Regions from separate parts of the Sus scrofa genome. Here region 2 is linked to region 1. Evidence: chromatin contacts called from public Hi-C data. All regions are on one chromosome and are shown on one strand. The core of a region is the stretch at or near the end of the contact, and the rest is flanking DNA. Distances in the headings are between cores, read along the strand shown.

Region 1 (4,893 bases), core at 1,611-4,110:
TGTTTACATATATATAAATAAGTACACATATTTTGTCCTAATAAAATCTGGCAAAGTGTCAAACAGGAGACAAAACTCCAAAGGCAGAATTACCAAGAGTTAGACAGCACTCTTCTTTTACACTCCTCTCCAGTAAGTGAAAACCCACTGAACCTTTTATGGTTGTAACTGCTCTGTTTTTTTTAATCCAAGTTTCCCACAAGAACTCCTTTTGCTCAATTTACTGTAAGATTGGAGTAACCAGCTGTCACTTTTCTGATGTTTTTCACAATAAAAAATCCTCCTGGAACAATCACAGTTCCACCCTTTTTGGCAAATCTGACCTGCCAACCTAATAACAAAAGGTCACATAAACCTTAAACTTAATCAGTATTTGGAAGTTAGGCACCTTCTTCCCCTAGGAGATAGGTCCAGACCACAAGGTGAGAATTTCAGATACTATCTCCACCACTTATCTGTTTTATAAATACTTAATACTTACTGAATTAAACTGGAAGAACTATTGATTTAGATTAATTAAGGGTAGTTTCACTAGATTTCTACTAGCATCATCAGCTATAGGAAATGAACTGCCAGTTCCACTTTGTTTACATGCATTTGCAGAGTCATCCTTGTCTAAGCCTCTGGGGAGATAGAAACTGGCCTTCTAAAAAGCCATCTTTGAAGTATTTCTTAAAGAGCTGATAACCTAGTTTAATAATTTCCCAAGGGCATCGGTACAGATTTCCTCATACAATAGTTTGCATTTATGCCTTAAGGATGATCTAATAGAAGTTTTCAATTTAAAAAGAAAATAACATTCACAAACTTTACTCTCAAAAGTCTTTCTCTTTACTATGGTTCCTTTAAATGTCATATATGAGGCATGAATAGAGTATACTCAGATTTGTTGCTTGTAAACAATTAGACTGGTTATTTAATTGAAAAATATTCTAATCAGCATTAATTAAATATAAATCCAGCATCCTCTGGGATTATTCTTTTGGATTGGTAGGTGTTGCTGAAGGTTCACAGGAACCCTGGGACTCTTCCAAGACCACATAAGAAGTCAGAGGGATAATTATGAATTAGTTGCTGATTTTCTTGGATAATGGCTTTTACGATAGGCTGAGATGCCCCGCACTTATCTACCTGAAGATAACATTTTTAAAGACCAGAATTTTCATCACTCAGATATTTGCTCTTGGGGTGAATCATATTTAAATTACTCTTAGAATGCTATTCTTAGCCTAAGCCAATCACTGCACTATTATACTGTATTTTCATAGTGCAGTATGCTGGAACTCATAGGGTTTGTTTGTTTGTTTGCTTTGCTTTTTATGGCCACTCCTGTGGCATATGGAAGTTCCCAGACTAGGGGTAGAATCAGAGCTGCAGCTGTCCACCTACACCACAGCCACAGCAAAGCAGGATCTGAGCTGCACCTGCGACCTACACTACAGCTCAGGGCAACGCCAGATCTTTAACCCACTGAGCAAGGCCAGGGGTTGGGTTTGTTACCAGCTGAGCCACAGTGGGAATTCCTGGAACTTATAGTTTTAACGAAAGAAGAAAATAGAGAAATATCTTCAAATGTGAAAAAACTGAAGGTCCATGACATATCCCTTCATTCTCAGTGGCAGATATTACCATTTATTAAGCCTTTTATAATGCAAAATACATTTTAACAAACAATACCATTAATGCTGCCCTTGTTAATCGTGTCTTTGGATAGTTGTCAATCTACACAAAGTGTGACAATTCAATAATTAAATAGCATTTGCTAACACCTTTGGGAAAACATCTTTGGTGAAAATAACTTTTTCGTGAAAGCATGTGTGTTGGTTGATTTGTTTCTTTAGCTGCATGACAAAACTGGAGGATGGCTTAATACAATTGGACCAAATGAAAGGAAATAAGAAATTGTGCAAGTATGTTGGAAGAACTACTGCAGATTTTCACTTACCCAAGTAGATAGAGAATGACCAAGGTAGAGAAGGAATTTTGCAGAGGTCAGGTAGTTTGCTAAGGATCCTGCAAAGACACACAAGGGGTGAGATAAAAAGCATAGTTAGTCACTTGAGTGAGCTGAGGTTGGAATGCTTATTCATTTGCTCTTATTAAACATAATTATTAAAATCCACTTTGTGCAGTAAATCACGAATATTTTATTAAGTCACCTAGACACTGATGGGTTGATTAAAAATGCAGCATGACTTGTTGATCAATAAATAACTGCATAACTTCACATACAATAAAACAACCTCTTGTTTTCAACATTTTTAAACTCCATTTCATTTTTAATAAGGCAATCCAAATTGCCCAGTCTACTCCATCCTTGCCTGTGTACAAGCCCCTTTCCCCATACCTTGAAATTCCTTTCTTCCTCAACCTCCACCAAAACAAGAGTCAAAGGAGCTACAAAGCACTCCGGTTAACAGCTGAGCCACATTCCTCCAACACCTGCTTGGAGCTGCGGGTCTCCACTGCATTGGTTCAACTCACCACAGCATCCTCCCTGGCGGTTTTGCTCTCTTGCCCTGGTCATGACACAAGGCGACCCCCACTCGTTCTTTTGCTGCTACCGCTGCCGCTGTTGCTCTTGCGGAGATGCTTGTTAGCAGGAATGCAAGGAACTGAAGAGAGCACCTCTGAAAACACAACAGCTTTGTGCAAAAAGACCGAGACAACTGTAGCAAAAACAAAAAAAGGAAAACGGCCCCGGGGTCTTCTTTAGGTCTTCTTTCCAAACTTAGCTAACACTGTAGCTGAAGTTGGAAAGGCAAAGCCTTATGGAGGCGGGTGGGAGGCTCAACAGGCGTCCGAACCGCGTCGGGTGCCCTGTGCCGCCGCCGCTGCCGCCGCCGCCGCGGGCCCGGCCCAAGCCCAGCACTTATACGGGGCCGGGGCGGGGCTCCCGCCGCCACCGCCTCTTGGGCCGCCCCCTCCCTTTCAGAGCCACCCGGGCGTCCCCGCGGCGCGAGGCCCGGGGCCAAGCCGCCTTCCACGCCCTTCTCGGGAGTCGCCGCCAGTCCGCGGCGCTAGCATTCGACTGGCTGCAAACAAGCTGCGGGCCTGCTGCGACCTTCCCCGGGTTCGCTCCACTCGCCGGGTTTTCCTTCCTCCGGGAGGCCGCGAGAGGGGCTGAGGGAGGCCAGGCGACCGGGAAGGGCAGGACCGGGAGCCTGGCGGGCGGGGAGATGCATGCCCCAAGCCCGGGTAGGGGCTGCGGGGCTGCGCTTCGCACAGGCTGCCTGGCCGACTCGGGAAGAGGGCGGCCGCCAAAGGTGGTCGTGCAAAACTCCAGGCCCGGCTTGGGGGGGGGGGACATCTTTTTTTTTTTTTTTAAACGAAAATCACTTTTAATATAAGTAGCTAAATAAACATAGTCCATGTCACAGAGGCCGCTTTCCTGGCCTTCCCATTCCGGCCCGCCTGCGGAATGTCTTCTTCCCAGGACTGCGTAGCGGGGCTTCCCTCAAAGAACCAGAATTAAGGGCCAGGAAGGGGCGCAAAGATCAGGGTCCAGACCTCTTCAGAGGAGAAAATGGAACCCTATAAGGGTTAAATCCCGCAGTGACTTAGGAACCCAGCCACCAGCCTAGAACTCGGGTCTCTGAATCCTTCCTGGAGATACAACCAGGAGGAAACGGCGCAAGCATCTCCTTCACCATCCTTCCTTCTCCCTCAGCTCCCTCTGGCCCCCGCCCGCACCTGCGCGTCGCTTCCTTCCCCACCTCTCCTCCAAATGGCCTAGAAACTGGCAGGCAGTTACTAGGAATACCGGTTATCCCAGTTGTATCCCAGTCCCGATACATCCATTCGGTGTCCTGGAAGTTCAGGTGAAGGACGCTAAAGAATACCAGACTTGAACCTTTACTGACTTTTCCATCCCCACCCCTACCTCCTCTATGCGAAAGCCCCCGTAGCTCGTTTAGCCCCCCCGGTTACCTTACCCTTCTCAATCTCACCGAAGCTCCGGGACTGGATCCTACACATTGAAACTCCAACTAGATTCCACACCCTAAACACAGGCCCGACGGTCACCTAGTAATGAAGGGAGACACACGTGAATATATGCCCTGTATCTAGACTCTCGATCAGGAGCCCCAGAGGTCGACGGGCGGGGTGCAGCTGGATTCGGTTGGGATGTGGTCTGGAGGTCAGAGATAGAGGATTTACACTTTAGCTACTGCTGTTAACTTTTATCCTTCTCAAGCCCTCTTTTTTCCTTTCTTTCACATTTTCACGTCCTTTCTCTTCAGTCCTAGAGAGGTTGTGGTCTGTCCTCTAAAATTAGAGAATAGGGTCGTGTGTCCACAAGTCCTTGAGACGTAAACCAAGGCACCCTCATATGAGGCACCTACAGAAGGAGGGAACTGGCAAATTAATCCCCTCCACATTATGGTATCTCTTAACTGGAGATGAATTTTGTTGATATGTCCTCAAGCAAGGCGCAAAAGATAATGATACTTTGCACATTTGCACAGTGGCTTTCAGCCACGAGGACTTCCGAAGGCTTTATATTGATTTTTTACTTGCCATAAGGGGAGTGTTGTTCTGTCCTCAGCCTCCAGGTGGCTTAAAGGGAGATTCAGTTGATTAAAAAAAAAATACTTCCAGTTGACACGGGCTGATAAATGCCAGTAAATCATGTATACCTCAAAATGTGAATTGGAGACTAATTCCAATTGTCATCAGGGAGTCCGATGAAGCCAAAACTGAGAGAATGGGGTGGGGTGGGGTGGCAAAAAGGACAGGTGGGAGCCTGCTGTTAGGCATGTGAAAAAGAAAATTTGGAAAGAAAATAAGCAAGATCCAAATCACTAAAACCAGCAAGGTGTCAAGATATGTTAGTTGGGGGCTTACAAAATGGAAAGGAATTGAAAAAGGATAATGGAATAAAAAATAAAA
Region 2 (4,893 bases), core at 1,087-3,586, 100 kb after region 1:
TAACTCTATAAGTAACAAATTCTAGAGAGGATGTGGAGAAAAGGGAACCCTTCTATACTGTTGGTGGGAATGTAAATTGGCACAACCACTATGGAAAACAGTATGGAAATACCTCAGAAAACCAAATATAGAGGTACCATATGATCTGGCAATCCTACTCCTGGGCATATATCCAGACCAAACTATAATTTAAAAAGATACATGTACCCCTATGTTCATTGCAGCACTATTCACAATAGCCAAGACATGGAAACAACCTAAATGCCCATAGATAGATGAATATATTAACAAGATGTGGTACATATATACAATGGAATACTATTCGGCCATAAAAAGAACAAATCAATGCCATGTGCAGCAGCATGAATGCAACTAGAGATTCTCATACTAAGCAAAGTCAGAAAGAAAAAGACAAAACCATATGATTTAACTTATACATGGAATCTAAAATATGACACAAATGGGAGTTTCCATTGTGGCTCAGTGGGCTAGGAATTTGACTTGTATCCATGAGGATGCAGGTTCAATACCTGGCCTTGCTCAATGGGTTACAGATCTGGCATTGCTGTGAGCTGTGGTGTGGGTTGCAGACAAAGCTCAGATCTGGCATTGCTATGGCTGTGGCATAGGCTGGCAGCTGCAGCTCTAATTTGACCCCTCTCCTGGGAACTTCCATATGCCACAGGTGCAGCCCTAAAAAGCAATAAATAAATAAATAAATAAACAAAATATGGCACAAATGGGACTATCTACAAAACAGACTCACAGACATAGAGAACAGACTTGTGGTTGCCATGGGGGAGGGGGAGAGAGTGGGATGGATGGAGAGTTTGGAGTTAGTAGATGCAAGCTATTACATTTATAACAGATAAGCAAGGAGGACCTACTGTATAGCACAGGGAACTATATCCAGTCTCTTGGGACAGAACATAATGGAAGATAATACGAGAAAAAGAATGTATATATACATATGCCTGGGTCACTTTGCTGTACAGTAGAAACTGGCACAACATCTAAAATCAACTATACTTTAATATAAAAAAAGAAAAATACTAAAAACCTGGATTCTTTGTCATCTCATTTCTAAAAGAAATTAGATCTTCATCACCTAGCAGGTATCACCAAATGGTTAGGCCATAAAACCAAATTCCCAATCATTGCTATCCATGTGAAATAACTTAGCCATGCATCAATCAGAAACAAAAACAAAGTTTTAAAAATTCAGTAAAAAGTAAAAACAGACAGTAAACTTAGTTCTATAACCACTTTGGATTAACTGTAAGACAGTTAATATATTCCTGGGTTTAAACCACCCATGAAGTATGCTTTCTTGATCATAAAGTTTGGTTCTATTATATGAGTCCATTTGGGTGTCTCTGTAAAAACTTAAGATTTCCAAAATTAAAGTATAATTTTCAAAAACAGAAAGCCATGTTTCTTGTGCAAATATAAAATGAACATTTATCAGAGTTTTGTTAAATGAGGGAACACGAAGTTAAAACCAATTCAAAGAGTTTATGAGAAAGCAGACATATATTAATTTAAAAACACTGCAGAGTTAGATGCAAACTGGTTAATATCTTGCAGAATAAGTCACAACCTGTGGGGTTATCTGGCCCATCAGACAGAAATTATTTGCATTATCTGTCACACAAAAATCTACCAGTTAACCTCTGCCTTAGCAGAATTATAAAATAGCCTGGTCAGGAGTTCCCTTGTGGTACAGCAGAAACAAATATGACTGTTATCCATGAGGATGCAGTTCAATCCCTGGCCTCGCTCAGTGGATGGGGATCTGGGGTTGCCAGTGAGCTGTGGTGTTGATCCCAGACGCTGCTAGGATCTGGCATTGCTGTTGCTCCAGCTGACCCCCAGCCTAGGAACCTCCATATGCGTGGGTGCGGCCCCTAAAAAAAAAAAAGCCCAGTCAATAGAAAGTCAAAGCCAGAAAAGCTATGAAAGAAAACCTGGTAATCTCTTGCCAATTTTGGATGATTTTTCTCATAGGAGTAAGGTTGTGACTATTGCATGAGTATACCTATATTAAAAATTACTCATTTATCTGAAATTCATATTTAACTGTGAATCCAGTATTTATCTTTTAACCTTAGTAACAAGTTAACAAAAGCTTTATCAAGGCTGTACAGTTCTATTACCAACAACGTATCTCTTAAATCTGTGTATAGCTTCATATTCTTGCCTAGATAATAAATATTAAGTAGCATTTCGAATGCTCGTCTATTCTTCACATTTACCACTGGGAGGCGCCTGTAACTCACAGTCTACTGGATGCCGAATCGTAACGAGGCTATGAGAGTGTTTCAACTTCTTATCCGCTAGGGGGACAGTTCAGAAACCTCTCAGGTTTCACAACAAGGCTCTGCTCTCGTGCTTGCTAATAATCTGAGCGCACGCGCGCAACTGCTCCAAGGCCCGCTCGGACTGCGCAGGCGTTCCAGTGAGCGCGTGGAAGCCTTTGGTAGGACTCACCGGACGGAAAGGGAGGGGCTGGAGCCGCTGGGATAGCACACGCTCGGGGGGTGTAGGCTGCGCACTGCTGGGTCGCTGTCCGGGCCGCGCATCCAGGTATTTGATGCTCCGTGGAGATGCCTAGCCCGGGCGTTCAACACGAGGACGGCGCAGGGCTGGTCTCCACTGACAACTCGACCCCTCAAAAGGAAGATCTAAGCCGCAAGGTGAGTGTGGGGACGAGGTGACAAGGCCCCCAGGCGCGGGACAGGGTGCTATTCGTCCTCAGAGAAGATCCACTGTGGCCGTGTGGTCCGATTTCGGCTTTGCCGGACTGGGCTGCATTGACAGCTACAGTTAAAGGGAGATCGTGAAACTTGCCCCGAGATTAGTCCCAGATAGCAGTAGGGTGGAGGTTTAGTTGGGTGGTTTTGTTTTTTGGGTTTTTTAAACCCCAAATTTTTAAGTCATTTTAAAAGCCCTTATACAATAAAATTTACCTTTTTCCTTTTCTGTAAATCTAGCACATGTATAAATTTGTTTGACTACCACTATTGGGATACAGAACTGTTCCATTACCCCAAGAGACTCCCTTTATAGCCATGCTTTCCCCCACCTAGAAGCTCTGGCCGCAGCCTGATCTGCTGCCGATGACAGAACAGTTTTGTCCTTTAGGGAACATCATGTAGATGAAATCATAGCATATGTCATTCTAAGATTGGCTTCTCTCACACAGCATAATGTCTTTGAGATTTATGGTTGAGTTTTCTATATACTCTTTTTTTTTTTTTTTTTTGTCTTTTTGCCTTTTCTAGGGCCGCACAAGCGGCATATGGAGGTTCCCAGGCTAGGGGTCTAATTGGAGCTGTAGACACCGGCCTACACTACAGCCACAGCAATGGGATCCAAGCCTCCTCTGACTTACATCACAGCTCATGACAACACCAGATCCTTAACCCACTGAGCAAGGCCAGGGATCGAACCCACAACCTCATGGTTTCTAGTCGGATTCGTTAACCACTGCGCCACGACAGGAACTCCAGGTTTTCTACATACTGTTGAGCTTGGGGGCATGTTGAAGTTTGTTCCCAGGCCAGTGATCAAACCTGTGCTTCAGCAGCAACCCAGGCCACTCCAGTGATAACGCTGGATCTTTAACCTGCTGCACAAGGGAAGAAATACTGCCCACCCTAGAGCTGCTGCTGATATCCTGTGCCTCAGAAAATATCACCACCAACTATCCACCTGTCTGTGCCAGTAATCTGGGAGCCACCCCTTAAGTCCATTACAAAGTCCTATCAGGTTAACATTTAAGGCCCACTTCAAAGATGTCCCTTTATCACCATAGCTCACCACTTATACTGATGTGTGATATATCCCTGAGGTGTTTAAGGTCTGGCAAAGATCATACAGGATCTCCTTTTAGAGGCTTTAGTGATACTATGTAATCAGTCCTGTTCACAAAATAACTACCATTACTGATTGAACCTTCTCTTACTAATAAAAAGTGAGACCTAGTTCAACAGTGACAGCATCTGTGCTAGCTTTTGAGATACAGAGAGGAGTAAAGCAGAGAGGAAAAGTGATAGGTTGTACTGCCCCCCACCCCCAACCCCCCCGGTAGGGCATTTACTACTGCTTGCTTAGTCTGAATGTGTGGCCACACCATTTAGGACATAAGTCATGAAAAGCATTGGTATAGAGGGATGAGGTTGGGAGAAGTGACCCCACCCCACATTCCATTTGGTATTTTTCAAGAAAGTTAAAATACAACTTAAGTGAAATCATTGAAAAAAATGGTATTGCTTTTGGGTTTTGGTGCAATTATGTTTTTATTTCATATTGTCACTTTTAAATAAAAGGTATAAACCTTGTTTAGTAACTGTGGCTGTTCCCTGAATATGAATGCTGGTTGCCAATATCCTATCTGGGTCCAAGGGGCCATCTAACACCTGGCAAGTCTGATCACTCTTTCTTCCCCCAATTTTCCCACACTTGCACCACCACACACACTGTTGTTGAAAACAATCTATATATTCACCGACTGTCCATTTGGACAATCAGTACATTTTAGCCCCTTATCACATCTTTTTAATTTTAAAGGTCCCTCAGTGAGCATACTTTGCTAACTTCTGATTTAAGAAAATCTTCTTTATTTCAATAGATTAAAGAACAAAAAATTATTGTGGATGAACTTTCTAACCTAAAGAAGAACAGGGTAAGTTATTAGAATTATTCTGAACAGTATGCCAGAGGGTTTGATTATATCTCATTAGCTTATATAAAAGTTATAAGAACTATATATAAGATTTATGTCAAAATTTATAAGATTTCAGCATCTTTTTAGTTAAATTGCAAAAGTGAAAAGTGTATATGTATCATATATGGATGTCTATATATTAATCATAGTTGATGATATCTTTT

What was found. A called contact is a pair of places that touch in the nucleus more often than the background predicts.
Region 2: a contact with region 1 is called in a Hi-C map of skeletal muscle, with 3 times the contacts expected there. The contact joins the promoter of ASNSD1 here to the promoter of SLC40A1 in region 1. A contact is called at or near these places in 1 of 5 promoter capture datasets (fetal liver) and 6 of 47 Hi-C or Micro-C datasets (embryonic fibroblasts, heart right ventricle, liver and 2 more).

Annotation. Positions count from the first base shown.
Region 1 is chr15:94,158,933-94,163,825 of Sscrofa11.1, forward strand. SLC40A1 (solute carrier family 40 member 1) reads right to left here and starts at 2,861. Exons shown (of 8, transcript XM_003483701.4): 1 at 2,485-2,861; 2 at 1,946-2,013. The coding sequence starts at 2,527.
Region 2 is chr15:94,259,574-94,264,466 of Sscrofa11.1, forward strand. It overlaps ASNSD1 (asparagine synthetase domain-containing protein 1), which reads left to right and starts at 2,337. Exons shown (of 6, transcript XM_003133541.6): 1 at 2,337-2,696; 2 at 4,634-4,687.